5 separate regions of the Mus musculus genome follow, and regions 2, 3, 4 and 5 are each linked to region 1. A link is a contact called in public HiChIP or PLAC-seq and promoter capture Hi-C data. All regions are on one chromosome and are shown on one strand. The core of a region is the stretch at or near the end of the contact, and the rest is flanking DNA. Distances in the headings are between cores, read along the strand shown. Region 1 holds the start of Rin3 (Ras and Rab interactor 3). Region 2 holds the start of Tmem251 (transmembrane protein 251). Region 3 holds the start of Trip11 (thyroid hormone receptor interactor 11). Region 4 holds the start of Atxn3 (ataxin 3). Region 5 overlaps Cpsf2 (cleavage and polyadenylation specific factor 2).

What was found. HiChIP or PLAC-seq counts read pairs in DNA pulled down with a chosen protein or histone mark. Capture Hi-C pulls out chosen DNA fragments and counts their contacts.
Region 2: an HNF4G HiChIP or PLAC-seq map of pancreatic cancer cells shows a contact between it and region 1. The contact joins the promoter of Tmem251 here to the promoter of Rin3 in region 1. A contact is called at or near these places in 3 of 115 datasets of contacts at active chromatin or transcription factors (bone marrow-derived dendritic cells, extraembryonic endoderm stem cells and pancreatic cancer cells) and 1 of 9 other capture datasets (liver).
Region 3: a contact with region 1 is called in a promoter capture Hi-C map of liver. The contact joins the promoter of Trip11 here to the promoter of Rin3 in region 1. A contact is called at or near these places in 2 of 39 promoter capture datasets (neutrophils and pre-B cells), 1 of 115 datasets of contacts at active chromatin or transcription factors (pancreatic cancer cells) and 1 of 9 other capture datasets (liver).
Region 4: an H3K27ac HiChIP or PLAC-seq map of bone marrow-derived dendritic cells shows a contact between it and region 1, with 4 times the contacts expected there. The contact joins the promoter of Atxn3 here to the promoter of Rin3 in region 1. A contact is called at or near these places in 5 of 39 promoter capture datasets (the C10 cell line, the HPC-7 cell line, cranial neural crest and 1 more), 1 of 484 Hi-C or Micro-C datasets (CD4 T cells), 2 of 115 datasets of contacts at active chromatin or transcription factors (bone marrow-derived dendritic cells and pancreatic cancer cells) and 2 of 9 other capture datasets (adipose tissue and liver).
Region 5: a contact with region 1 is called in an H3K4me3 HiChIP or PLAC-seq map of bone marrow-derived macrophages, with 4 times the contacts expected there. The contact joins the enhancer-like site here to the promoter of Rin3 in region 1. A contact is called at or near these places in 16 of 39 promoter capture datasets (the 3T3-L1 cell line, 3T3-L1-derived adipocytes, the C10 cell line and 9 more), 5 of 484 Hi-C or Micro-C datasets (LSK cells, bone marrow-derived macrophages, conventional dendritic cells and 2 more), 7 of 115 datasets of contacts at active chromatin or transcription factors (bone marrow-derived dendritic cells, bone marrow-derived macrophages, cardiomyocytes and 4 more) and 2 of 9 other capture datasets (adipose tissue and embryonic stem cells).

The regions. Positions count from the first base shown.
Region 1 is chr12:102,280,694-102,286,465 of GRCm38.p6, reverse strand. Rin3 (Ras and Rab interactor 3) reads right to left here and starts at 3,392. Exons shown (of 10, transcript NM_177620.4): 1 at 3,140-3,392. The coding sequence starts at 3,180.
Region 2 is chr12:102,741,061-102,746,832 of GRCm38.p6, reverse strand. It overlaps Tmem251 (transmembrane protein 251), which reads right to left and starts at 3,073. Exons shown (of 2, transcript NM_177140.4): 1 at 2,667-3,073; 2 at 1,427-2,233. The coding sequence starts at 2,746. The coding sequence ends at 1,822. It overlaps Gm20604 (predicted gene 20604), which reads left to right. Exons shown (of 2, transcript NM_001142939.1): 2 at 3,439-5,772. The coding sequence ends at 3,461. Moap1 (modulator of apoptosis 1) reads left to right here and starts at 3,172. Exons shown (of 2, transcript NM_001142937.2): 1 at 3,172-3,290; 2 at 3,439-5,772. The coding sequence starts at 3,545. The coding sequence ends at 4,603.
Region 3 is chr12:101,910,065-101,915,836 of GRCm38.p6, reverse strand. Trip11 (thyroid hormone receptor interactor 11) reads left to right here and starts at 2,666. Exons shown (of 21, transcript NM_028446.1): 1 at 2,666-3,147. The coding sequence starts at 3,009. It overlaps Gm20036 (predicted gene, 20036), which reads right to left and starts at 3,170. Exons shown (of 2, transcript NR_152255.1): 1 at 1,860-3,170; 2 at 184-1,242.
Region 4 is chr12:101,955,640-101,961,411 of GRCm38.p6, reverse strand. It overlaps Atxn3 (ataxin 3), which reads left to right and starts at 3,169. Exons shown (of 11, transcript NM_029705.3): 1 at 3,169-3,278. The coding sequence starts at 3,255.
Region 5 is chr12:101,991,758-101,997,529 of GRCm38.p6, reverse strand. Cpsf2 (cleavage and polyadenylation specific factor 2) reads right to left here. Exons shown (of 15, transcript NM_016856.3): 9 at 611-711; 10 at 75-275. Among named protein-coding and RNA genes, the nearest start is that of Cpsf2, 19 kb to the right of the region's middle. Within about 2 kb of position 2,494, at least 56 of the 459 cell types and tissues checked have an H3K27ac peak or open chromatin away from gene starts, as enhancers often do. A contact at or near this core is called in the HPC-7 cell line, adipose tissue, bone marrow-derived dendritic cells and 3 more, where this site is marked.

The sequences.
Region 1 (5,772 bases), core at 2,143-4,642:
TCCACATCGCTGCGAATAAGAACCTTGATTGGCCCAGGCCCGGGTCTGTCTCTGCCAGTCAAGACTACCTGAGAACAAGAGACCCTGGAAGCCAAGAAGTCAGAGATAGCAGCAGACCTGTAGGAGCTGAGGCCCTGCTCTATGCACCTTAGCCTGGAAGACCTCCCAGTCTCAGAGCCTAGAGAGACTAAGGACACCTCTGTAGAACCTGTACCATGCCAGATCAGAGGCTCAGGAGACCCAAGTCCACCTTCCTCTTTTAGGATCTCTGTTGCCTCGTGGTTACATGGAATATAGATTGGGTCAGGCACATTTGTTCCAAGAGTGGAATCCTTTTACAAACGCAATCTTAAGTAAACCCTCAATGTAGCAAACCTAGGAAAATGCACTGGGTGTGCTTGCCAGAGCGGGGAGGTGTCCGGTGGCTGCCAGATCTCCCCTGAGGCTTGGAAACTTCCAGCTCTCACAGACTGAGGGATAGCATGACCCACTCGCCCAGGACTCCACACAGTCGGGTGTCTGAGCCCAGGGGGGTAGCCCTCTATCATCTCAGTCTCTCCTGCAATGTCCCTTTCCCTCAACTCTATTTGTCTAACACTGATCCACCAACACAGTCTGCCATCCTAACTTCTCTTGCCTCAAGTGTCCATCCTGGCTATGCCTGGCTTCCAGGCTATCATGCCCCTCCCCAACTACTGTCTGTCCACCTACAGTCTATCACCCTCTATGAAAACCTCTGCTGGGCCCTGTGCACTCGCCATAGACCTCCCAACCCCTGCAAGCCCTTGCTTTCTGCAGCACTGGCTCCCGCTAACCACACTGCCCCACCCCTTAGAATGTTCTAGATTTTCTAAACCTCTGCTGAATGTCCTCTCTTCCCAGTGACCTCTTCTGAGCACATACCTAGAATGCTCGGAGGGTTCCTCATGCCTCCTGCTCAATTTATGTCCCCCGAGAACACTAGCCAGTGGGCAGAGACTGCTTTAGGAGTTATTAACAGTCTTAAATGAATGGTGGAGCTTAGCACAGTGGGTGGAAAAAAATGTGGCTGCTACCAGTGTAGCCAGCGACCCATGTGCATCTCTTTTCCCAGACAGCCGTTTAAACAAGAAGCAGAGCTTGCATCCTAGGATTCAGAACTCAAGGGGCACTCTCCTGGCTGCTTGGGGTAGCAGTCCCCAGCTATCTGAATGTCTCTCACCCCAGAAAGAAGGGGGCTCTGGGCCAGTAGGGTGCAAGGATAGACTCAAAAAGCTTTCAGGACCAGTCCTGGTGGCAGCTGGGCCTAGGGGTGACTTGGGGTAAGAGGTCCCTGAGTATTTAGGTGTGAGGCTCAGGTGCAGGGTGTTTTAAAGACCTTAAAAAGGACCAGCCCCTGAGCAGGGACCAAGGCCATTAGAATTCATCCAATTCAATCCCAGTGAGGGAGGGGTTATAGGACTCTGGAGTTTCAGATGAGGCAGACAGATCACCCAGTTGGCAAAAGGAAGGGGCCCACCCAACAGATGTCAGTGATGCTAATCATAATAGCAGCTGAGGATGTCCCCTCCAAACAGCCTGTGAAGAGCAGTGACTACTGACTATCCTTGTTAGTAAACTGAGGCACAATGAAATCAATCACTGGTACAGAGGTAAACAAAGAAAGGCAGGAGGAAATGGGTCAGGCCAGGCCATCCTTGGGGAAAATGGGGAAGTAGATGAGATCAGAACCTGATTCCTCACCCTCCTTTTCTAGCCGGCTTTACCTTCCCACCCAGGGTATAGCAGTTACTTGCTCCCAGGAGACCCCTTCCGCATCGGAATTCCCAGTTTCCCAGCAGATGACATTTGTCTCCACAGAGATCACTTCCAAGGGAAACATCAACACAGAATTTCCGGGCTGTGGTTGTAGCTGGGATTGGGGGTAGGAGGAAGGAGGCAGCCAAGCCCCCCCCCACCCCCCCACCCCCCGCCCCAGGACAATCCCAGTCCCTCCTATCCGAATGGGGGCCAGTTACACCCTACTGTTCCCAAACCCTGGAGAGTACAAGATGTGTACAGATAGCGTTCCTGTTCTAAAGAGTGGAAGCTCAAAGAGATGAGGTCACAGAATTAAAACAGGCAGCCACGGGAATTCATCCGGGATCAGGCCCGGGACTTTTAAACGGAAATACAAAAAGTATGGTACCCCAGATTCGTCCATCATCCATGGCACCTCAGAAAGTGCTAGAAGACTTTCGCAGAAATCGCTTTCTACTCGGTGCAGCTTCAAACCCCACCCTTCCCGATCTTCTCTTAGGACTGGGCTGGGCGGGATGACAGGACATTCCCAACCTTGTGTAGCTCTGGGCAGTGTTCCAGGTCTTGAGGTGGGGGGTAGGGAAGAGCACAAAAGTAGGAATCCCTTCCGAATGGTTGTTCCCAAGCCATTTAATTTCACACACTTCAGACTGCATCTGCGTCTGGGTATCCCGCCAATCATTTGCACCCGAGCACTCTAGACCCTCCTCACACACCAGGCTCTTCAAAGGCCAGTCCAAAGGTCCCCAGCCGATCCAGTGGGGTGGCAGATGGGATCTGGTGGCGCCTCAATCCTCCAGGCAGAGAGTTAGCTGCTGGATGGGCCTGCCTAAAGTTGTAGGTGCTTCTTATCTACCACCCTACTCCCCACCCCCGCCCCCACCCCCACTCTCGGTCCCAGAACCTGAGGGCGCAAGCTGGGGTTTAGGCAGAGCAGCGGTGCTTCGTGGTGCATGGGGCTGGCTGGGCCAGGGCAGCGAGTGCTTGCATCCAAAGTTCAGCCTAGGCTAGAGCCATGGCTACACGGACATCTCGGGCTCGAACACACCAAACCCTCCCAGCCGCACATTGTGCACTGCTTCCCCCCCCCCCCCCCCCCCCCCCCGCTAACAAAGTCTGGATTTGAAAGTTTGGCCAAGTTCGGCAGTCACCAAGGCCGCCCCCTTTCCTTGCAGAACCTAGTTTCACCCTTAGTCCCTGCTGGGGGATCCGCACGCTCGTGGGGGGTGTTCATTTCAGCATGACATCCACGACGTCCCGTAGCCCTATCCGGAGCACCCAGGGCTCTCGGGGATCAAGCTGAGCAAAAGAGGCAGGACGCGGGCCACCTGGGGAGCGGCGGGCACGGGTTGCCACTTACCCGGCAGGGTGGGCGCTCGAGGGCGCTTCGGCGCGTCGCATCGTGGGGCAGGCGATTGGGGACGCAGCGACCTCCGCGTGGCGCTGGCGCTGTCCCTCGCCGAGGGCCGGGCTGGGCGCCGCCGCCAGCCGCGCGCCCAGTGGGGAAGCGCGGGGCCGCTGCCTTCCACTTCCTGGATCGCAGCGCGCGGGGCTCGCAGGAAGAGGCCGGCCTTGGTGGTCAAGGGTTTTTTGTCAGAAGCCATTCGGCCGTGGCTGCTCGTAGCAGGGAGCCCCCTGGGGCGCGCGGAAGCCGGGCCGCGCCCCTAGGGCCGGGCCTGGCGGCGGGCGGTGCCGGGGTCGAGGACAGCACGGACTGTGGCCGCCCGGAGCCTGCGAGCGAAACTCACAGGAAAGTCTCCAAGTTGGCACCGGATAGCAAGGCACTCAGGGCTGGCAGGTGACGAGGCCCACGGCCCAAATGGGACCTCCTTCATCCCGGGGGAGCCACGACCCATACCCACTCCCGCCCCCAAGGCGGGGCACCTCCTCCACGTCCCTGACAGGTGGCCATCCTGTCTCTCCTTGATACCTTCTCTGTTGATAAGATCACTGTTTAACAAAGCAGATATCGTCCATGAAGCCTGACATCTAAGGCACCTGTGCTGAGTACAGCACCCAGTGAGAGACTAAAGGAGAAAACTTGCTAGCTTACACAACAACCGCGAGTCGTAATGCCTCCTTTTTTAAGCGCCCAGACACTCAAAAATGTCTCCTGAGCTAGCTAAGCCTGTGAGACCAGGTAATAGCGGACCTCAAGATATCACCTTGTTTAATTCATTCCCAGCCTGGGCATTATTTAGACTGCTGGGGACAGATTAAATGTTTTGTGCTTGGGACTGTCTTGTGCATTGTGCATTGTAGGAGTAACCCAACTTCCATCCACATCCTTGGCCTCTACCCACGATTACACAGGAGTGCTAGAGTGTCCACACACCCTCACAACCACTTCTCTTTTGGCATTTCCTCCAAATCAGCCTGTGGAAGTGAGAGGAAAGGCTTAGTTAACAGTCTCCTGCTGGGAGTGGTAAATGGGCCAGCTGATTTGGGAAGCAGCCTTGGCAGTTCCTCAGAAGGGGAAACTACGTACCCAAAGGGGCTTATTTCAGCTTTCAATTCCAGGTTACAGTTCATTATGGGGAAGTCAAGGCAGGGGGAGGGGGGGGATGTCAAAAAGCTGGTCACATGACATCCAGAGCAAAGAGAAATGAATGTAACCATGTTTACCTGGCTTGTGATCAGCTCACTTTCTCCACTCTTACATAGTTCAGGGCACCCTGTATAGGGAATGGTGCTGCCCACAGTGGGTTGAGTCTTCCCGCACCAATAACTTAAGTAAGACAGTCCCTCACCAGCATACTCATAGGCCTAACTAAATGCAGACAATCCCTTACTGAGAATTTCTTCTCAGTGATTCTAGGTTGTGTCAAGTTGACAAATTAAAGCTATCTATCATAGTGTGTCCATGCAAAACCTTATATATGACTGTTCATATCAGCCTTTATTTGTGTTATCCAGAGCTGGAGCTAGAGTTCAGAGGTAGAATGGTTGCCTGGCATGTGTCTGAGAGGCCCTATGTTGAAGGAAGAAAGAAAGAAAGAAAAGAAATACAAACAATTTACAGTAGCCAGTATGTGGGAGCAACCAAGCATTCATCAATCGATGAATATGTAAATAAGATCAGGGATCATCAGTCAGGGACTGTTATTGAGCCACAGAAAGAATGGGGCCCCAACAATGGTGCTTCTGCACAGATGAGTCTTGAAAGCATGCTAAGTGACAGAAGCCAGTCGTTAAACACATTCCTTTTGCATGAAGTGTTCAGAGTAGGCAATTTCACGGAGACAAACAGTAAACTAGTGTTCGCTAGAGGTGGGGTGGGGTGGGGTGGGGTCGGGGAGTGGGGAGCAACTGGCAATGGCTATGGAGTTTCTTTGGGGGTGATGAAAATGTTTTTAAATTGACTGTGGTATTCATTGCACAACTTTGTGGCTGTGTCTGAAAACCATCAAATTATACACTTTAAGCTGTTGAATTGCATCCCAATCAAACTAGCTTTTCTTTTTGGAAGGCACAAAAAAGTGTGGTCTCCAGGGAGCAACCTTAGCCACTCTGACCTACACAACTTCCCCACCGAGCACTCAGATTGCTGCCAGCCATCCCCTCAGGGCACTACCAGGCCCTATAGGCATTTCTTCTCCGAGGTTAGCTCTTCCCTGAGCCACAGTCACCTCTCTATCATCTCTGTCAACAATCCTGTAGTTTTCTGCTTGAAAGCTGGGCACAGAAGGCAGTCACGTGTTCAAATCCAGTCCCAGGACTCTTTAGGCAACAGCCAGTACAGCTTTCTCAGAGATTCCATTGCTCATCTGTAATAGATGAGCACAGATGAGAGAAGGAAGAGAGCATCCCTTCAGGGAGAAATCTTTGGCTGTGGTTCCTCCAATAAGCCCACAAGCTCCTCCTAGGTGTCCTTGGATCTAGGTCAGTGGACCATCCTACTACTTGCCAGTTCTTCAGGCTGATATGAGTAACCCTACACTTTCAGACCCCATAGGCTCCTCTCCAGGGCGCAGCTCTGACACTAGACAACCC
Region 2 (5,772 bases), core at 1,824-4,323, 460 kb before region 1:
CCTGTCCATGGACAGGTTATTAATTCCTGAATACTTCAGTCTTGTAAAATGGCACTTGTCCCAGTAGCAACAGCTGCCTTGGTATTGGGAGTAAAGAGTTGGTGAAGAATACTTCTAAAACATTTCTGCAGCATGCATATTAAAAGCACTCAAAAGATGCACCTGATTCACAGAAGTAGTTTTGTCAAACTGTTTCCCTGAAATACTGAATATATTATAGCAAAAGATGTGTTATTTCAGCAACTAAACTGAGTTGGTTTTTGAGTTTGTGGGTTTTGGTTTTTGTCTTATGGGGGGTTTTTTGGGGGACAGGGTCTGTCTTTGTAGCTCTGGCTGTCCTGGAACTTTTCATGTAGACCAGGCTGGCCTCCAGCTCAGAGATTCGTCTCTCTGCCTCTCAAGTGCTAGCATGATCAAGGGCATGGTCCACCACCAGGAGTTCATAAAGTAGATTCTGATGCTTTTGAGATACAACCAAAAAAGATTAAATTTTGCCATGGAATTTTAGCCTCTCTGTTCAAATACAGCAGTTAGTGAGGTTGCTGAGAAACTTTAGGACTAGGGTTATACAACACAGTAGTTAAGAGTTGGCTTGTATGTTCGAGGATGTCAGTTTGATCTTTAGCACCACAAAAAGCTCCCAGATGGTACAATTTGGGAAAAAAAAAAACCTTCACTAAAACTCATTTTCATTTTTGGTATGAGTCAGTATACACAGGTAAATAGTTGATGTTTGTACACAGCATGGGATGTTGTGTCAGTGGTGAGGAACTGCATCAGGCTAAAGTGCTGCTCTCATTCATAAGGTTGTTGTTGTAGCTCTAAAGCAATGACTCAAAAGCCATGGTTATTAAAATGGTGTGAAATGTGTTAGTACTACTACCACTGGATACCCTGATTTCACCCAGGAAAGGAACAATATCTCTTCAGTGATCTGTGCTGGTACACCTGGTGTCTGTGTTATTTCTAGACTTCAACCATTTCATCTGTTCAGTTCCTACATAGTTTTTCAAAGAACTATAGATTAGTGGTTTAGATAGCCATTACCCAAAAAGAAAAGAACAAATTCTGTGTATCTAAATAGCCATCATCATGGCTGGAAATGTAATTCAGTGGTAAAAGTACAAAAAGCAATGGGTTGGTGGTGGCACAAACCTTTAATCCCAGCTGTTGGGGAGGCAGGGGCAGGCAAGAATTTGAAGCCAGCCTGATCTACAGGGCAAGTTCCAGGACAGCCAGGGCACACTGAGTAACTGTCTTGAAAAGCACAAAGGCTTAGATTCTATCCCCAGCACTCTCCCCTACCTACCCACCTCCCCCGAAAAAAACAGAAAGGTGATAGCCATCTCATTAATTTTCTACCAATTCCATGTAAACTGAAAGCAGGATTAGTGTCTTAGTCTGAAAATTTTTAAAGCAAGCAAAGTAATTGTATAAAATTTAAATTTTATGATCATGGTCAGACCTTTTTACATTTAACACAATGGAAATATTTTCCCCAATGGAAAAATTTCTGAATCATACTATGTTGCACATAGAATAGAAATAAAAAAATTCAGGCGCTTATTCAAGTTTCTAAAGACTGCAGGTTACAAGCCACTATTTTACTTCCAAACTCTGAAGTCATCAACATGATTGTGTAGTACTATATTTCAGGCTTTACCTAAAAAGTCATTATTCAGATAAAGTAGTCAGTCCTCTTGTCACTTTTTAAGTCTCGTTCCACCACAACTTCCTGAGACCTGTGAAGAAACTGCAGTCTTGTGGTCAGCCACTATACAGTGCTGGCAGTCTTACAATAAGGGAAACCGGTGATGGGTGTTATGTGTCAATCAGTTGTAGTCTGCTGATCTGATTAGAAGCCTTGACAAATGCCTGATGACGATTGCAGATAACTGCCAAGCATATGGGGATAATACAGTAGCCCACTGTTTTGGGATCCGCTCTCGTACAAGAATAAAGGAACAAAAACATCTGTAAGTACGGAATCAAGAAAATAATTGTCCACAACCAAAAGGGCAGGGAAAGTAACCGAGCTTTCAAGGAGTGTGTCCATGTGGTTCCTTCCCGAGGCTCCTCAGGGTGCTGCAGAATGTGTTCCAAAGCCAACCTGTTGTAAGTCTCATTGATTTCAAAAACATAATAAAACGCTGCTGCACTTGCTAGCAAATACAGTCCCACTCCAATCCATCCCATCCGCTGACGGAAGTTCATCATTCTCCATGCTCTGTGCCTTCAATGCAAACACAGAAAAATTATTGTTAAGGTCTAATAATGTTGCCATGGCAACTATTCCAAGTGCACATGATTTAAATTCAAGAGTTCTGAAAAGCACGAGCATTTTAAGATTTAACAGCTGTAAACAGCTTACAGGTGGTTTTATATAACAGTTGTAAGCACATAAAAATACTGGTTTCAGTGTCTACTGAGTGCTGTTATTTATGTGAACCCCAGAGTGAATGAATCATCACTTCTTGCTTGAGTAGACCCAGTACACCTTCGTTTCAGATAATGAAACATCTAGTTTCCCCACAGGACGTTGCTCTTGACAGTTGAAATGCTTTCTGGCTTAACACTATTTCAGACGTGGGCACTGGGTTGAGTTCTACTCGTTAAACCAACGTCGGAGTCCCCAAGTTAAGACGGTAACTCTTTCAAACACTTACAGTGGTCCCGAAAATCTTCCTGTTCCCCCTGCAAGCGAGCAAGAGTCACTCAGTTCTGAACAGTCAGGTGCCTTTGGCATTTCAGAACAAGCCACCTTAAGAGAAACCCTCTGGGTCGCGCAGCTGAAGAAGGTGAGCGCGGCGGCGGGAGCACGAGCTAGTAGTGATTAAGCTCAGCGTGACTACGGCTGGTCACGCGGCGGCGGCGGGCCCCGTCGCCCTCCGGAGCCCCAGGCGGGGGGAACCACCTGGAGATGCCGGGCCCGCCCCCCACTGCACCCGCCGCCGAGCTGAGCTGGGCAGTGGCGCCAGGCTTGGCCTGCAGAGGCCCGAGCTCGGCTCCCGGCCGGACGCCGGGCCAGCCTGACAGCCAAGCCGAGCAGCCCCGGGTCTCACCTTCCTGTCCTGAGTGGCCCGCCCGCTCGCAGTCCCGGATACCGCCGCATTCAGAGCTTCCGTCTAGGGCCGGAAACGCGCGCCGGCCTCTCATGACGTCAGGCTGTCAGCTTCGCGCCGCCTCCAGAGGCGGTTGTCTGTTCCCTGAGGCGTTTGCTGCGGTCGTTCTTCTGCCCTCGGCCGGGAGGCGGGCGCGGGGAGCCCGGGTCTCTCCTAAACCCCGCAAAGGTCAGACGTCCTCTCCGGGACCCAAGCGATGTATCTACGGGCAGGTGATCCTGATGGCGTTCGTTTCTAAGCGCCTGTGGCGGGTGGGCGGAGGAACTGCTCGGGAGTCAGACACGGTTAACTTAACGTGGATGCTCTGTTTTCTCAGGCTCCCGGACCTCTGCGTGTTAAAGAGACGAGCACGCACATCACTGTAAGCGGCGGCGGCGGCGGCGGCGCCCTGGTCGAATTAGAATTTAAATACTCTGAGCACCATGACACTGAGACTTCTAGAAGACTGGTGCAGAGGGATGGATATGAATCCTCGGAAAGCACTATTGGTTGCCGGCATCCCTCCGACCTGCGGAGTGGCAGACATAGAGGAGGCCCTGCAGGCTGGCCTTGCTCCCTTAGGGGAACACAGACTGCTTGGGAGGATGTTCAGGAGGGATGAGAACAAGAATGTAGCCCTGATTGGGCTTACAGTAGAGACTGGCAGTGCCCTGGTCCCCAAGGAAATACCTGCAAAAGGAGGTGTCTGGAGAGTGATCTTTAAGCCTCCTGATACTGATAGTGACTTTTTGTGCAGATTAAATGAGTTTTTAAAGGGGGAGGGCATGACGATGGGTGAATTAACCAGAGTTCTTGGGAATCGGAATGACCCTCTCGGCCTAGACCCGGGCATAATGATCCCTGAAATTCGAGCACCCATGTTAGCACAGGCATTAAATGAGGCCCTTAAGCCTACCCTGCAGTATCTGAGGTACAAAAAGCTGAGTGTGTTCTCAGGCAGGGATCCTCCAGGACCAGGTGAGGAAGAATTTGAATCTTGGATGTTTCATACTTCCCAAGTAATGAAAACATGGCAGGTGTCAGATGTAGAGAAAAGAAGGCGGTTGATAGAGAGCCTTAGAGGTCCAGCATTTGAAATTATTCGAGTCCTCAAGATAAACAACCCCTTCATTACAGTTGCAGAATGCCTGAAGACGCTTGAGACAATATTTGGGATTATTGATAATCCTAGAGCATTGCAGGTCAAATACCTTACTACTTATCAGAAGACTGATGAAAAGCTGTCTGCCTATGTTCTAAGGTTGGAGCCTTTATTGCAGAAACTGGTTCAGAAAGGAGCAATTGAGAAAGAAGTTGTGAATCAGGCCCGTCTAGACCAAGTCATTGCTGGGGCAGTCCACAAATCAGTTCGAAGAGAGCTTGGGCTGCCGGAGGGTAGCCCAGCCCCAGGCTTACTGCAGTTGCTGACACTGATAAAAGATAAGGAGGCCGAAGAAGAAGAGGTCCTCCTTCAGGCCGAATTAGAAGGCTATTGCACTTGACCCAAGACCCAAGGCTGTCATGAGCAGAACAAGATGGAAGAGCTCATTGCAGAGATCAGCCCATCCACTCTTTATGCTGCCAAAGTAACTCGCCCTTTGTCGTGTTGTTTACTGAATGTCTCCCCAATGTTTTACTGATAAAAATGATGTCATTCTACACTGATAATTATTTAAATCAAAAGACCATTCTGCTAGTACAGTGTCCCAGCAAGTCAAAAGTTTATATGCATGTTTAATAGTCATATGTGATGGTGCTATCAGTTATCAATAGTTTTCAGGTGTTGCCCACATTTATGCTGAAGACCCTGAGCCAAGGCTGGTTAAGATATTTAGTTTCTTTTATTAAAATCAGTTATCGATTCTGTGCAATCAAAAAGCACAACTGAATGCTGTGGTCAGTTCTACAACTAGTTTTAGGTTTGTGACTATCTGATATGTTGCCAAAACGTCTGCTTCTAAATATCATTTTCTTGGAGTAATAAAGAAATGATAATAAAATATTTGATCTTTGTATACATTGTAATACTACATTTGAAGGAAAATAATTTTTTGGCTTTGTTTTTAAGACAGTTTCTCTGTGCAGCTTTAGCTGTGCTGGAACCCACTCTATAGACCCAGGGTAGTCTCAAACTCAGAAATGTGCCTCCTGAGTGCTGGAATTAAAGGCCTGCACAACTACACTAGGCTGAACAAAAGTTTTTATAGTGTGAATCTGAAAGCCACTGAAATTACAGACTTAGTTCTTTGAACTCTTGGCACCTAGGGGATAGGAACTTGCTTGTTTGACAGGAACCAGACTATAAACAGATTGTGGCGAGTAGTAGGCCCATCAATATTGAATTTTGAGGGAGAAAGGGAAGATGAAGGTTTGTGTTTTTCCAACCCTGGTGCTACACACCTATAACCCCAGTGCTTAACAAGTAAAGCCAAAGTCAGGAAGACTGGCCTCTCAAGGCCAGCCAGAACTACAGAGGGAGGCCCTACCTCCAAAGAGAAAACTACATACAGGGAAACTAAGATCACCTGGGAAATGGATGTATGCCCAAGACGAAGCAGGCAGTAATGAGAGCTGTTCTGGTTCTTGCAAAGCTGCTGTTCTCTCTACTAAGGGAGGGAACTACACAAAGAATCAAGGCCAGACTGTCACCGTGTGTACATGTAGTCTTGGG
Region 3 (5,772 bases), core at 1,417-3,916, 370 kb after region 1:
AGATGTTAGCCCAAATGTTATCATTCATTTGTCCTAAAAAATGGTGCAAATCTTACATTTGCATCTTCTTCATTAACTCCATTGATTTTGTAGCACATTGTGACTTTATCGACGTGTGTTTACTGCTCTAGAAGTGGTGAGGCCTGGAGAATGGAGCTGTAAAATGAGGCAGACTAAAATCTCACGCAATAGACAACTTTATTCCGGTCTTCAGACATCATACTATGAAGATTAAGAGGCACATGAGCAAAGTGTACAGTCAATCACAAGGGCAAGCACCATGCAAGAACATGTGTTTTTCCCATAGAGGCTTTTAAATAAATACCAACAGCCAGTTGCAATGAATAATCTGAAGTAAATTCACTCAATGCACTACACCTGGGAGGCACACATAAGCACATTCCAGTTCAGGGGTTTTGAGGAAGCTGAGGTCATGTAAATGTCACTCATTTCTTCAGATGAAGGGATGACATGAGAGCTGTAGCCAAGCTGTGTGAATACAGGGCTTGGGCTGAGCCCAGAGTGTTTGCCTGTTCTATCCCTAGGCCTAGGCTAGGAAGCTTCAAGCCTCTGCGTACAATCTAATCTTCCAAGCTGACTGATTCAGTCTTCTCTTGGTTTCTGACTGAATTGCTCTGCTTGGCTTTATACTTCACTTTGGCAACATGTTCTAATCTTCTGGCTCCTTCTCATTCTCTGGCTCCTTCTGTCATCACTTGTGTCTAACCTGTTTCTGTAAAACCATCCTGGTAAAATCTCCACACACACCTGTCTCCCTGTCTCAGTCTCTGTGTCTCTGTCTCTCTCTCTCTCGTAGCCTCTTTCCTCTGCTGTTCTGTGAGTTGGATGTATCCTATCTCTGACTCATTCTGTCAAATCTTTCTCTGGTTCGTCACATTGTCCCTTAATTAGACATCACTTTCAAACAAGGCTGCTTCCTTCTACAAACTTGCCTTATCTTCATGTTAGGGATTAGAGGTGTGTACTAAGGGTGTGTCTGTATTCCAGCCAGACCATACTGTATTCCAGGGTTTTTCTGTATTCTGCCCAGTTCCTGTGGGCTTAGAAGATCTTTGGATGTGATCCCTTGTCAGAGCACCCATGGTGTTGGATTAAAATTCCCCTATAAGGTCATGAGATTCTGGTCTTGTCTTAGAGTTTTCTCCTAAGCACCCAGAATTCTCACAGGATTTCATTCTTGGACCATGTTCCAGCAGACACGGAGCTTTAGAGGATTTATACCTACAGAAAAAAGGAGATTACAGTTGCTAAACTTTTCAGTCATTCATGAACCCAACTAAATTCATGTCACTCATCACTCATCATTCTAGACGGAATAAAAGCCAGAGTCCTGTTCATGGGCTACTGGGCCCTTGGGACTCAACTTCTTCATGCCTTCTGGGTCCATACTTACAAATATTCCCCAATTCATTCTTAAGCCATCCTTGCCTTCTTATAAATTCTCAAAATTGCCAGGGGCCTCCAGCCAAAGGGACTTTATTATACTCAGTTATGTCTTATTGTCTAGATAAGCTATATGGGAGCGCCCCCCCCCCATAGCTGTATCTCTCACTTGCTCATTTCAAGTCTCTATGCAAGATTATCTTATTGTGGAGTCCTCAGCCATTTTCTACATCCCCAGGGCTCAACCTACTGTGGCATGCCCATACTCTCCTTACCTTACCCTGTTTTACTTTCTCCCTAACATTCCCTAGTGCCCAGAATTAACAGTAGACATGTTAAATCATTTGACGACTATATATACTACACTTAAAAACACTGTATTGGGCATGATGGTACATTCTTGTAATCCAGTACTCATGAGGTAGAAGCAGAAGGGTCATCAGTTCAAAACCAACCTGGATTATAGGAGAGCCTATCTCAAACAAGGGCTGAGGATGTGGCTAAGCCGAAAAGCCTCAATGCCTGTACAAGTCTCTGGATTTGATCTTCAGCACCAAAAATTCTCCATCATTCAAGCTGAAAGTGTAGCTCGTCAACCCCACCCCCAATGACAGTGTTCTGGCCTGCTGCTTCTCTTGGGTGTGTGTCTTTTCTTCATTTTCTTGTCTTCCTTACTACTAGCCACGTGTCTCTGTCCAATTCCTTGTTCTGGGACACGGAAGCTGAAAAACCCTCGGAGGCAACCCCTAAATTCAAATAGATATCTGGTGAAAATTATTCAGAGAGGGATCATTTGAGAGGCGGTCATGGGATCCCACAATCCTTTAAGTGCATGGTAACTGAAAACAAACACCAAAACAAGGGTTTTCTGCCTGGACATTTGAATTGCAACCCGCTTTTTCAGCTTTGTAGCCTCGTTTCCAACCCTCTGGCACGGATGCTCTTATATCCGCAGACGCTGGATAATAGAGTAATGCAGATGGATTGAGGTTGCTTCCCTGTGGGGTGGGACGACCCTATCGAATCCTAGCGATGCAATAGCTCTTGTAGACAGGATCAGAAGGCACTGTCAAGGGTTACTTCCTCTTACAAACAAAAGCAGCTGCGCAGGTGGGAAGAGCCACCGCCGCCGCCACTGCCTTTTCGGTCTCCACCTAAAGTTCCGCAGGTTACGCGGAAGTCACGGATCTGGCTGGCCCATTTACTTGGTCCTCCGCGATCCCACGGTCCTTCGCGCCCGGGACGCCTCTGGCAGCGGCCCTTCTACGCTATCGCGAAGCTTCTCTATGGTCACTGCCGCTTTCCCGGCAGTGTCATGGCGGCCGGCGTTGAGTTGGCAGGACTGGCCCACGAAACTGAGGAAAGTCAGTAAAGCTGAGAAAGAAGTAGTGCAGCCGCACGGCGGGAAGCCGTGGGAATGAGCAGAGGCCTCGCGGGGCCCACGGTGTCCACAACGGCGAACCCTTGGTGAAGCGTCAGGCCGGGCCTCGGCTTTCTGACGCGGCCGTTGGTGGGAGTGCCGTGTCCTGCGAGTCCTCAGCGTCTGGATCCGCACCAGCTTCGGCGTCCAGGGACATTTGGAGAGGACGTGTCCACCCGCAGCGATGTCGTCCTGGCTCGGGGGCCTCGGCTCCGGCTTGGGCCAGTCTCTCGGTCAAGTAGGGGGCAGCCTGGCTTCCCTCACTGGCCAGATTTCGAACTTCACGAAGGATATGCTGTTGGAGGGCACGGAGGATGTGCCAGGTAACAGCTGGAGCGAGGGCGGTGGGGCTCGGTTGGGATCCACTTGGTTCCGGGTCCGGTCGGTCGGCAGACGCGGACGGGTCCCGAAGGAGTCACTCCACGCTTTTTTCTCTGCTCTCCTCCCTTTACCTCCGTAGCCGCTTTTCCAGCCTTCAGGACCACGGTGGAGAATTCTGGACCTCTCCCCTCATTGAATACGCTGGATAGCTCAGCGAAGTGGACCTGCTGTTTCTATGCCGAATAGGGTTATTTGGGTGGCCCATGCCTATTACTTACTTCGCCCATAGTTTGGGGGCTGATCTCACTTTGATCCTATTCCTTTAGTATGACAACTAAAGTATGGCAATTGCCCTCCTTCCCCCCAAATACTTTGTAACATTAATTACTCAAGATTAAACACTTGATCTGGCTTTAGCACGTTGTTAGGGGAATAGGGCTGTTTTTCTATTCAATTGTTTTCTAATTTTGCTCATCTTGAAGACACTTTGCAGCTGAAAACGTAGTTTTGTGTAGGATGGCACATTCTCCCATACTTTTGGAGAACTTTATCTTTTGAGAATCTTACCTACCTTTACTCACTTTAAAACTTGAAAAATATTGTGGTGTCTCTGTCTGTCTGTCTGTCTGTCTCTCTGTGTGTGTGTGTGTGTGTGTAAATGATGCACATATGCATGAGTGTCTACCTCATCGCCCGTGTGTGGAGGCCAGTAGACAACATTGTGGAGTTCTCTTTTCCCCTTTAGGTGGAATTTGAGGATGGAATTCCTTTTACTTTGCTTGAACGACAAACACCTTTACTCACCCATTCACCTGGCCAGGCTCCTTCCCTTATTTTTGAAGTCATCATCTTGCCGTCCTAATGAATAGTGACCTAGAATTCGATTGTAATCAGTGGTTAGGTTAATTACTCTTCCGATTTCTTGACATTTGTTAAGCAAGGAAGTGAGGAGATCCAGCCTCTAAGAGCACTGGCTGCCCTCTCAGAGAACCCAGGTTCTATTCCCAGCACCCAGTGGCAGGTAGCTAGCTCACAACTTCATTCTGTTTTCAGAGACTCGGGTGTCACCTTTAGGCCTCAGCAGGCAGTAGGCACCCAAATTGTGCACAGACACACATCCATATCATAATACAATAATAATAATATATACTTTTAAAGTTTTAGTCAAGGTTTGCAGTGTAGATTAGGGTGTCCTGGAGCTGCCAGTCTTCCTGCCCCTGCCTCTCAGTGCCGGCATTACAAGTGAGTACCACCACGCTAGGACAGTCTTATTTCTTTATAAATGAACAGCTTACTGTTCTGGTTTAATCTGTGGGAAAGACTAGCTAGAGATTGAACCCAAGGCCTCATGCATGGTAAGCACACTCCACTGAATTATACTCCCAACTCCTGTTTTTTCATCATGATTTATTAGCTGTGCGTATTGGATGGAAATAGAGTAAAATGGTTTGATAGAAAAAGTCATTATATTTAGAAGGAAAACTGGATCACTCCCCAAACCTGTCTTACTTCTTGGGCTTCTGTTGATTGGTAAGGTTCATGACTTAGGACAATGAGAACAAGAGGCCTTCATGTGTCCAGTAAAGAGCCATGGGACTTTAAAAGCAGAAAAGGGCTGATAGCTATGGGAAAGACTAGATTCTCACTGTATTATAGATAGGAACTATCTGGTATTTCTTTGACCTTAAACTGGAAAATAGTTACCAACTAACCTGATAAAGAGTTTATTTTGTTCTCCTCACCAGAGAGCTTCCTGCACTCTTAAACAAATAGAACTCACCATTTTTCTTTTTTTTTTTTTTTATTGACTATTTTATTTACATTTTAAATGTTATCCCCTTTCCCGGTTTCCCCTCCAGAAACCCCCTATCCATTCCCCCTCCCCCTGTTTCTATGAGGGTGCCCCACCCCCCGGCTCCCCCTCTCCCACCTCTCTGTCCTGGCATTCCCTTACACTGGGGCATTGAGCCTTCATAGAACCAAAGGCCTCTCCTCCCATTGGTGCCCGACAAGGCCATCCTATGCTACATATGTGGCTGGAGCTATGGGTCCCTTCATGTGAACTCTTTGGTTGGTCGTTTAATCCTTGGGAGCTTTGGGGTGGGGGTCTGGTTGGTTGATATTTTTGTTCTTCCTATGGGATTGCAAACCCCTTTAACTCCTTCGGTCCTTTCTCTAACTCCTCCATTGGGGACCCCATGCTCAGTTCAATGATTGGTTTCGAGCATCTGCCTCGCCTCTATTTGTCAGGCTCTGGCAGAGCCTCTCAGGAGGCGGCAGCCACATCAGGCTCTTGTCAGCAAGCATTTCTTGGCATCTGCAGTAGTGTCTGAGTTTGGTGTCTGTATATGGGATGGATCCCCATACAGGTGGGGCAGTCTCTGGATGGCCTTTCCTTCAGTCTCTGTTCCACTCTTTGTCCCTACATTTCCTTTTGACAGGAGGAATTCTGAATTAATAATTTTTTTTTTTTTTTTAAAGATTTATTTATTTATTATATGTAAGTACACTGTAGCTGTCTTCAGACACTCCAGAAGAGGGAGTCAGATCTCGTTACGGATGGTTGTGAGCCACCATGTGGTTGCTGGGATTTGAACTCCTGACCTTCGAAAGAGCAGTCGGGTGCT
Region 4 (5,772 bases), core at 1,920-4,419, 320 kb after region 1:
AGCTTGCTGGTCCTCTTTACTCTTCTGCCACATAAGGACACACAAAAGGCACATCAATGAAAAAAAAAAAAACTCTCCTGAGACATTTGGTCTGCTTTAGCCTTCACCTTGGACTCCCCAGACTCCATAACTGAGCATTTAATCTCTGATGGTAATTTACCCTGTGCAGCCACTTATAGTAGCCCAGCTTCATATACTCACTTGAACAATTACATCTTAAAAAAAAATCAAAACACTAGTAAACACTGCATTTTCTTGTTAGGAGGCTGTATTTTCCTGGTTAAGCCACAATTCCTTAAGCACATAGGCTATCCCCATGTTGTGTGACACTGTTCCTGGAGAACTGTGAACATCTACCCAGAGAACTGATACCACCAAAGTCCAACTTGGTGAACCAATCAGTTTTATTGAGATTACTAACTGGAGCAGAAATGACACCAAAGCCCACTCCAGCAAGTCAACAGCTCACAAAATCTGGAAACATGGGTCACACTACATACCTTGCAGATAGCTTAACAGAGTGAAATGTCCCTTACAGGCAATGTGGCTCATCTTTGCAGGCAGTTCAGTTGATGTGAGCCTCTTCTAGGCAACTCTGCTTCTTGGAGAGTGTCTCTCAGTAGTCCTACTGTTTATGTATGCTTGGGGAAGGAGGAGCCTAGTGAATCTTGTCAGTTTCAGGGACTTCCTGAAGCCTCCTAGTTGTTTACTTTCTGAGCTAAAGACACCCTTCTGTAAGACTAAATGTTCTCCCTGTTCTTAGAATATTCTATGACCTCACTAGCTTCCTTGCATGATGGACTTCATCTCCCTTTAGAATATCCTTTGTGGTAAAGAGCTTCCCTCCAATAAGGACAGCTCTACCTTTTGTTTTATCTCAAGAGGAAACTGCATACAAAATAGTCAACAAATGATATGGCAGCTCCTTGAATTAGCTAGCTGGTTGTCACTGGCAGTCTTTATTTTCTTGCCTCTCACTTCCTTTCTTTTCTTGAACTTGTCTCACAAAAATGATCTCAACAACAAAACTGAGCAGTTTCTTTTGAGTCTTTCTGCCCCTGGACTTCCTGGGAGCATGTGACACGGACTTGTCCTTGAAGCATTCCCCCGTGGGCCTTCCACTTCAGTACACTCAGCAGCATTTGCACCCTTTGTGCCTACTGCTCTATCTTCAGGGCTTAGCTCTCCATCCTCTTTTCAATCTCTTCCTTTTCTCTAAGATTATACTCAGCGTTTATGGTTTTAGTTACCTTGTGTTTTAAATTTGTTTCTTTATATTTCATGTGTAGGGGTGCTTGCCTGCGTGACTGTCTGAGCATCCCTGTGCATCCCAGGTACATTGCAGAAGCAACAGATCCCCTGAGTCTCGAGTTACCAACTGCTGTGAGCCTTTATGTGGGTTCTGAGAATCAAACCCAGGTCCTGTACAAGAGAAGCAGCAAATGCTCTTAAGGACACACCCATCTCTCCAGCCCTTCTAAACAGCAATGACTCTCACCTCACAGCTTAAAACAGCTTCTGAAAACTCCAGGCCTGTCATCTATCACTCTACAGAAGGACTGTCTTAGTTAGGGTTTTACTGCTGTGAACAGACACCATGAACAAGGCAAGTCTTATAAAAAAAACAACATTTAATTGGGGCTAGCTTACAGGTTCAGAGGTTCAGTCCATTATCGTCAAGGTGGGAGCATGGCAGCATCCAGGCTGTCATGGCGCAGGCAGAGCTGAGAGTTCTAAGTCTTCATCCAAAGACTGCTAGTGGAAGACTGACTTCCAGGCAACTGGGGTGAGAGTCTTAAGCCCACACCCACCGTGACACACCTACTCCAGCCAGGTCATACCTATTCCAACAAGGCCACACTTCCAAATGGTGCCACTCCCTGGTCCAAGAATATACAAACCATCATAAGTACCTTTAGTTGCAGAGATATTTAAGCTCAGTATTTTCTAAATTAAAAGCCTTTTCTTCTCTTCCCAAGACCCTACTCATTCTGTAAAGTATTTCTGGTTGGAGTATCACTTCTGCTTTACATGGTACCTAGAGCAGAAACCCACAAGTCTTTCCTAACAATACCCCCATCCCACCCCAGTCCCTCATCAAAGTCTTCTGTTTCCTAAAGCTTCAAAGTGGTCTCTCTCCATTCTCAAATCACTACTGGAGTCCTGACCACCAGAGTCTCTTCATTTCTCCCCAAATGCCTTTCAAGTATTGTTCCCCAGTGATCCTCTAAAATCCTAATTTGACCCCATGTCTCTAGTTTTAAAAATCTTTAACCGCCTGTAGCTTTTTTTTTTTTTTTTTTTTTCCCGGTAGGGAGGTGGTGGACAGGGTCCTCCTATGTAACCCTGGCTACAGGCTGGCATAGAGCAGCTGTCCTCCAACACAACATATGCCTTCCTTACCTTCAGGTACAATGAGCCTTTAGGAGACTGGGCCTTTGCTACATTGAAGAACCTAAAATGGTTCCACCATACAAGATACAACGCCCAATACAACGCTTAATCTTTGTCAATCCCCCCCTCCCCACCCCCATCCCCTGCGCGAGCCACTCAATATTTTGCTGGATTTTTCACTTCCTCACCAACGCTTCCTCCTTCAGAGATGGCGTATTTACCCCAGGACCTGATATTCATTCCAACAGCCAACTATGTTGGACAGTGTGCTGTGCTAATTTCTTCGTACCTACATTTCTTTATTTGTATAATATTACAAAAGACACACACACATCAAAAAATGCCGTATTAAATTGCGCTTACAACTGGACTATTCTAAGTCAGTCCTAACTAAACATTAGCTATAGTTTTTACACAAATATTAGGTATGTGGAGAATGCCTCTTCTGGAATGAAGTCTTCAGTGGGAGAGGAGTTGCTCACATAAAGATGAGGAGAAAGGACCAAAGAAGGTGGAGATGGAAAAAAAAAAAAAAAAGAAAAAAAAGAACCTAAAACTTGGCTGCGAGGATTCTCTTCTAGAACCCTAGAATCACAAGATTGTCCCGCGTAGAGAAGTTCCTCCGCACAGCAGGCGGCGCCGCAGCATCACGCTTGCCGCGGGGAGGACCAACGCCGCCCAGGTCACGTGTCCCGTGCTCCCGGGTTCGCGTGCCTCGTGACGTGCGCCCGCAGTAGTGATTGGTTGGCGAGAGGCACGTGGCTAGGGCGGGGCGGACCGGGGCTGAGGGGTGGGGCCGGGGGCGGAGCTGCTGGAGGGGGCTGCTCCGCGCCGGGGCCGTTGGCTCCAGACAAATAAACATGGAGTCCATCTTCCACGAGAAAGTGAGTGTGGGCGTTCGGTGGGGAGCCGTCCTCGGCTCGGCGGCGGGCGTGGGGAGCAGCGACGCCGCTTCAGGAACTCAGGCGGGGCCCGAGCGCCCCCATCCCGACCTGGCTGGGTGAGGGGTGCTTCCTGCCTTCTCCCCATGGCTCCGCTCGTGAAGCCTCCCGCATGCGTTCCCGGCACCCTCGCCCTAGAAGACCGGGCGGGTAGCCTGGGCATTTCGGGGGGCTTCACCCGGAGGATTAGCGCGGGCGTTCCTTGTCCACTTGCCACACCTTTTCGGGTTTCTTCTCTCTTCTCTCTTAGGGTCTAGTCTAGCGAGTCGCCTTTTCAGCACCTGGCGGACCCTTCCCAACTCCACCCACGCCCCCTAACCTGTCCTCTGGCAGATCCAACTTTCTCTCTCAACTCAGTTCTATAATGGAATGCTCCATGCATTTAGATCTTGATTATCCATCCCACGTCTTTCTGCAGTTGTGACCGTGGCTTTCCCATTAAAGGGCCTGACACTTCGGAAGTAAAGTAGGAAACCCCGGAGGGAAGTCGTCATAAGAGTTTTTATTACGGGGATGTTTGGGTTGTTCTCCCATTTTTCCGGACCAGGAGGCCAGCTTTGTTTTTAGGTATTATGGATAGATTAGAATCGTTCTACTGTGTGATTTGGCTTAGTCTCTTCCTCACCTTAATTCCTAAGTGACTACGCTTAAAAGTATTGCTGTGACATCTTGAGAAACTGGTCTATGTTCGCATACAATTATCAAGTCATTTGGGTGTTTCTCGGACAACCATGTTTCATAATCATTTTAGGTTTGGAGAGGGTTGCTAGTTGAGACTATTATTTCGTTGGGAGCAAAGGCCTTTGTTTTTATCACTTGTAAAGGAGCATTGACTCATAGTGTTTAAAATCCACGCACAACAAAAAGACAAAAATGATGTGAATCTAAGGACGTTGTTAAATGAAGTGCTCTTAAGAAGACATTTTGAGTGTTTTGGAACTGGAACAAGTTAGTTTGTGACAGGATTTCTTGTAGCCCAAGTTGGCTCCAGACTCCCATCGTCCTGTCTCTGCCTCCTGAGAGCTGGCTGGGATGATGGCCACGTGCTATGACTGAGTGAGCTCCCCCTCCCGGCCCCCTCCCCACATTCATTTGTAATTAATTTTCCAAAGGTTTTGGAATAAGACCCATTTTAAACATGTTATATTTTGAACACTGTATACACTGCTTCATGAGACTCTTGCCATTCATTCTATTTAAAAAAAAAAGTTACTGTTTGTGTGTATGTGCTGGTGTGGAGGTCAGGGAGGACTTTATAAAGTTCTCTCTTCCCAACTTGGTGTGAGTTCCGGGTGTCTCAGGCTCTTAGCAAGCCCGTTTACTCACTGAGTCATCTCTAGGGTGAATGAAAAAAGAAATGGGAAGGACATGACTTTTCCTAGGGATGGCGGAGGAGAAGGTTTATTAAAGAGATTTGGGAGAGCAGAGCCAGGGGCAGACATATTTGGGAGAACCCAGAGTGGTCTTGACCCTGAGGGGAAGGGAGAAAAGGGAAGGAAATACAGCAGCCAGGAGCCAAAGTTGCAAACCATACAAAAAGAGGGTGGGTAACCAAAATGTATGGATTACATAGGCAAGAGCCACTAGGGGAAGGGCAGCATAGTCCATGCTCTGGAGAGTTCAGGGTAGAGGGCCGGGTATACCAGCCATACCCTGTAACAGGAGGGACTAAGGGATGCTGGGACAACCTGGAGGCCAGGTCCACTTCCATATGTTAAATAGGTACCTCAGCCACTAAGCCTGGGATTAAAACTTAACATAGGGCACTTAAACAATGCATTAAAAAATTATTTTTGGCCAGCAATGGTGGTATACCTGTTTTTGATATTTTATTTATTTACATTTTATTTATTTATTTTGGTTTTTCGAGACAGGGTTTCTCTGTATACCCTTGGCTGTCCTGGAACTCACTTTGTAGATCAGGCTGGCTTCGGACTCAGAAATCCGCCTGCCTCTGCCTCCTGAGTTCTGGGATCAAAGGTGCACGCTACCACGCCCAGCTATTTACATTTTAAATGTTATCCCATTTTCTGGTTCCTCTCTACAAACTCCCAATCCCATCCCCCCCCACCCTCTGCTTCTATGAGAGTACTTCCCCCCACCACTCCCGCCTACCCGCTCTGGCATTCCCCTACACTGGGGCATCAGGCCTTCACAGGACCAAGGGCCTCTCCTCCCATTGATGCCCTACAAGGCCATCCTCTGCTACAGCTGGAGCCATGGGTCGCTCCATGTGTACTCTTTGGTTGATGGTTTAGTCCTTGGGAGCTCTGGGTGTGGGTGTGGGGTCTGGTTGGTTCATATTGTTGTTCTTCCTATGGGGCTGCAGACCCCTTCAGCTTCTTCAGTCCTTTCTCTAGCTCCTCCACTGGGGACTCTGTGCTCAGTCCAATGGTTGGCTGTGAGCATCTGCTTCTGTATTTGTCAGGCACAGAGA
Region 5 (5,772 bases), core at 1,245-3,744, 290 kb after region 1:
CTTTGGCAGCCAAGCTCACGGTGACCACAGAGATCAAAGTCATGGAGCCCAGACAGTTTGTGTTGCTCACGTACTTGATGATCTCGCCATACTCGTCCCATTTAATTCTTTCCTCTGGGGCAGGAAACATGGGGTAGGACTTCTTGGCCTGTTTGAAGAAGCTCCCTTTGCGGCTGCCTTCCCCCTTCATCATCAGGTCGTGCTTTGTCTTGTGAGCCGATGGCTGGTCCACGTCTTCCTCCACGTCACTCTCGTCACTGGAGTCGATGTCTGCCCTGTGAGGGTTTGGCAACAGGTCATCATGTCCCTGAGACACTTTGACTTCATATTTGTAAAACTATGAATAAGTTACTCTCCAACATTGACCCCAACCATATTAACAGTTGATCAATATTTTGTAAAAACACATTAATTTGCCTAATAAGTTGGTATTATTAGCACTGAAAAGATTTTATTGTTGCAATTTAAAAAGTTTAATAAAAGTCATAGAGCCCTAAGGAAATTTAAGTTATTTCCGTTGAGTGCTAAGTCCTACAAGCGCATTCTTTTTACAGTCTATGCAGACTTAACCTGAGTAGCTCAGAAGTTGCTCTTGAGAAAAGCGACTCACTCTTTCGACTGCTCCAGTTTCTTAGCAGCTTCTTTCTTGAGTTTTTCTTTTTCCACATATTCCTCAAGTTCTTTCCCTTCAAGCTTCACACGTTTCCTCAGCTAAGGAAATATAGACAAAAGCAAAGGCAGTGTCAGGAAAGCTGGGCAGCGGGCATGAGATGCGTCATCAAGTGAATTCTTCTCTGAAATTAGTCAGGTTTCCATGACACAACATTATAGCTCACTTAGACTACAGGTACTAAGAGTGAGCTGTGGGAGCTGACGGATTTATGTCAAACTTGTTACGTTACGCCAGTCAACTGGGGAAAGGAGGAGAGGGAAGGAGAAAAGTCACAGAAAGCCCCAAAGTCATAAGGAAAAAAATGGATAGAGAATACATGGAAAACACATAGAGAAAATAAAAGTCTTAAAATCTCACAGAACTGAAAGAAAAGATGAAAATACGGCTGTACTATGGCCGTCAGAAGCCATGCATTCCTAAGAACTCTCCATATCAAGAAAAAGATGCCACATCAAAAAGGACAAACTATGCAGAGGACACTTAAACAGTAAGGAACACGGACGGCTTATAGCCACAGACACATCACTTAATTTATTAGTGGTTGTTGACACAGGTAACACATAGAAGCTATCACAATTTGCTTAATCTGCAAGACTGGAAATGCCAACTGCTACCTGGGCAAAGGGTACTGTACTGGCTAGTTTTGTGTCAACTTGACACAGCTGGAGTTATCACAGAAAAAGGAGCTTCAGTTGAGGAAATGCCTCCATGAGATCCAACTGTAAGGCATTTTCTCAATTAGTGATCAAAGGGGAAAGGCCCCTTGTGGGTGGGACCATCTCTGGGCTGGTAGTCTTGGTTCTATAAGAGAGCAGGCTGAGCAAGCCAGGGGAAGCAAGCCAGTAAGGAACATCCCTCCGTGGCCTCTGCATCAGTTCCTGCTTCCTGACCTGTTTGAGTTCCAGTCCTGACTTCCTTGGTGATAAACAGCAGTATGGAATTGTAAGCTGAATAAACCCTTTCCTCCCCAACTTGCTTCTTGGTCATGATGTTTGTGCAGGAAGAGAAACCCTGACTAAGACAGGTACATTACAGTGTTTCCAGCAGATATTATTAGCAAACTGTCAGAAGATAATTTGCTAACAAAAATTAAACTGTGCTTGTCTTATGACATAGATCTTCCTATTTCTAGAATTCAATCTACTAAAAGAGATGTTTTTAAAAAGTATATAGTAGTAACATTTAAAATAATAAGAACTGGGCAAATTCATCAACATGCAACAACTGAATTAGCAGTTTTTATCATCAGAGTACCTTGAAAACTAGAGAATCCTTGGGGCTGGCGAGATGGCTCAGTGAGGAAAACACTTCACTGCCATGAAGGCCCCGTAACCTAAGCTCCAACCCTAGAACCCACTGTGCAAGGAGAGAACCAACTCCAGAAAGCTGTCCTTGGACTTCCATGAGTGCACCATGTGTATATACACGTGTATATACATAACGATTTAAAAACATAAAGAGACCAAGGGGCTCAGAGGTTGAGGACTGACTGCTCTTCCAGATGATCTGGCTACAATTCTTGGAATACACATAGCAGTACACAACTGTCTGGAGGCATACCCTCTTCAGGCCTCCATGGGCACGAGACATGCACGTGGTGCAGACATATAAGCAGGCAAAGCATCCACATATATAAAAGAATAAGAAAACAGTTAATGCAAACAGAGCCTAGATTTTAATTTGTGTGTGTGTGTGTGTGTGTGTGTGTATATGTTGGGAGATCATGAACTAGAAAGGGGATCATGGGAAAGGCAGAAGAGATATGAAGGGAGAAGTAGAGACAGTAATGGGATAAGCTTGGTAAGAGCAGAAAGAGGAACTATTTTGAGGAAGGAAGGGAGCGAGTGTGGGCAGGGGGGAGAGCAAAGCACAGCAGCTCATGTGTAGATGAAAATGCTATAATGAAACTCACCACTTTGCATGCTAACCTAAAAATTATTAGCAATTTTTCAATGTCAATTCACAAGGAATCAATGCAACATGTACTCCTGGGCACTCTTGGACAAAACTGGAACACGTGACTTAAAAGGACACTGTTGTACCAACCGGCTAGAGTTGGCAGGGTCAGAGTTTATCTCCTTTTTTCTGTGGCTCCTGTTTCCACATCATACACTGTAGTACTATCCAAGGTAAGGCAAGGCTAGAATAACTGCTATTTCTTTCAAAATGTGTGTGTAATGCTCTGCTTGTGTGATAAAGATGTGATACAGCAAATCCAGCTAAAACCCTGACAATTGGGTAGTTGAAACATTCACGCTATTTTTTTGCAACTTTTGGTTAAATTTGAAACTATTTCAAAATAAAAATTAAAAATTAATTCCAAATTAAGTGACAAATGCTCACAAATGTGGCATCTCACATTTGGCTAGTAGCTTACTTGAAACATGATTTAAAATTATAAAATGTTAGCAACTCACATAGATACCTTGCCCACAAATTTTAAATAAGTATTTAATTCCTTGATTTAACTTGTACCTCTTGTTTAAAAAAAAAAAAAAAAAAAAAGTTTGTCTTGGCCTCCTGGTTGGTTCAAACCTGTAATCTCAGAACTCAGGAGTCTTAGGGGGAAGAATTTAGAGTTTCTGGCCAGGATGAACTAACTATGTAACAAGACCCCATCTACATACATACATACATACATACATACATACATACGTCTGTTTTATATTCCAGTTCAGATATCTGAAATAACTGCTGTATTAATAAAGCTTCCAGAAAATCGGCCCTAAGATATATTGCTTCTACACTTGCACTATATCATTCCAAATTATGCTTTTTTCCTAATCTAGCCTAATTCCTTAATCCTAAACTTCCAGTCTGTTAATTGTTTTAACATTACTATTTTAAGATTACTGGGTTTCTTCTTCTAAATGATCAAGGCTTAGGTTTCTCAGACACTGTGTGTTCATGAAAAGTCAGACTCCATAGTAAACGCTGGTGTGTCAGTGACCTGGCCTGGTAGGAACTCAGCCTTTGTCATTGTGATGGTAACCAGCAGATTAGGATATTAGGCACTAGTCTGGCCACTCAGAATATGAAAAAATTTCCTCTTCTTCTGGAACTTTATTCAATTTGGTGGCAAAAGACAACAATAAAGAATACTTGGTAATAAAAACTAACAAAAATAATACAAAGTTGTACCAACTAGATAGTTGTAGCTGAGGCCCTTTAAACAGACTGAGAGGACAAGGAGCCAGCCAGGGTAAATCATGCGATTCTCCTACAGGCAGAACTGCTAAGGATAAGCAGTGCACTGAACAGTGTGTGTGGAATGTGCGTGGGTCAGAAGATTGGTTGCTTGCTGAGCGCAGTGGTATATACCCTTCTATCCCAGTACTTGGGAAGAGGAGGCAGGCAGATCTCTTTGAGTTCAAGGCCAGCCTGGTCTACAAAAACAGCTAGGATATACAGTGAGACCCTATTCAATACAACAAAACAAAACAATAAAAACCAGACCCTGTGTGACCACAGTGAATATGGGTTGCCCCCCTCCCCCAAAGCATAAGGAAATGACAAAGCACCTCTGTAGCAAAGAAACAGCACAGCCACCAGAGTAGAGACCAGAAGCAGCCTCCAGGTAAGAGAAAACATCTGACAACAGGCTGATACTCAGAACACACAAGGAACTCTCAAAACAGTAAGAAATCCACATGAGATGGTCTAGAAATGTGCAACAGGGGCTGGTGAGATGGCTCAGTGGGTAAGAGCACCCGACTGCTCTTCCGAAGGTCCAGAGTTCAAATCCCAGCAACCACATGGTGGCTCATAACCATCCGTAACAAGATCTGGCGCCCTCTTCTGGAGTGTCTGAAGACAGCTACAGTGTACTTACATATAATAATAAATAAATCTTTAAAAAAAAAAAAAAAAAATGTGCAACAGATTTAAACAGACGTTTCTCAAAAGAAGACAAATGGCCGACAGGTATGTGAGAAACTGTTCCGTGTCCCTAGCAGGGACATGCAGCTCAGACCATAAGAAGGGATTGCCTCACTCAGTAAGAACAATGATAATCAAAATGAAAAAAAAAGGGATAAGTGCTACAGGAAGTCACTGAAGAGCAGGGAGCCGGAGGGTCAGGACGGGGAATGGTGATAGCGACGACCTGGGGGCAGGCCCCATGGGAATGCTGTGTGTGAGAAGTCAGTTACCACAGCTACTGGGCAGTGTACACACTTCTGGAACAAGAGTGTGGTCTCACATGAGTCCATGGAAGCGCTGCTTTTCCTATGAAGAAGCTGGCAAGCTGGGGGCAAGAACAAGAGTACACACTGCTCTGGTGTGATCACAGTAGAGGGCAGGACATGGCGGTGGGAGAGAAGGAAGGAGGGTGTGAGCAGAGACAGAACCAGAGCACACTAAGTAGCCTTTTAAACGAAAGCCTCTCACTGCATGTTTCCGCTATTTCTGATATCATGAAGATGCTCTGAAATGCCATTTCCCTTCTTTTTGTTTTCCCAAACCTTTAATGTCCTTTTAATTCCTCAATGGCATATCAACTCTAATTGAGTTTCTAGTAATTAAAAATTTTAAATTCAGCATTTCATCTCTCATGAAACCATTTCAAGTACTTCTCAGTTCTTTTAACTTGGTATTTCTAGGCTATTAAATAACCCAAGACAGTATTTTACTTTGATATGGTTGCTGATGATCCTTGATCAGCAATGCTGCAGCTACAGTGAATATTTGTCAGACTTGGGTTGCTGATATTATGCTCTTCTTAAATGACCTATTATATAAGGTGATACCGCACAGCTTCTCTAAAGTAAATATTCCTCCAAATGCTGCTCCAAGGACACAATACAAAATAGCCAACCCTAAAACCATGCAGAGTCAGGCCCATAGCTACAGGCCAACCCTAAAACTACAGAGGCCCACAGCTACAGGCCAACCCACACAAAATGATGGCTATGAGCTTCTGAGTCGACAATACTGATGTGGAAAACTGACAGATTTGATAGTTTGGCTATTAAGCGAAATCTTTTTACATCTCGGTCAGTCCGCTAGCTGCCTTGTAGATGAAGGCACAGGTTACTATATTTAGTGGTAAGATAGGAATTCCTGACTGACCCTTCTAACTTCTCTGTTAAATGCCAGAC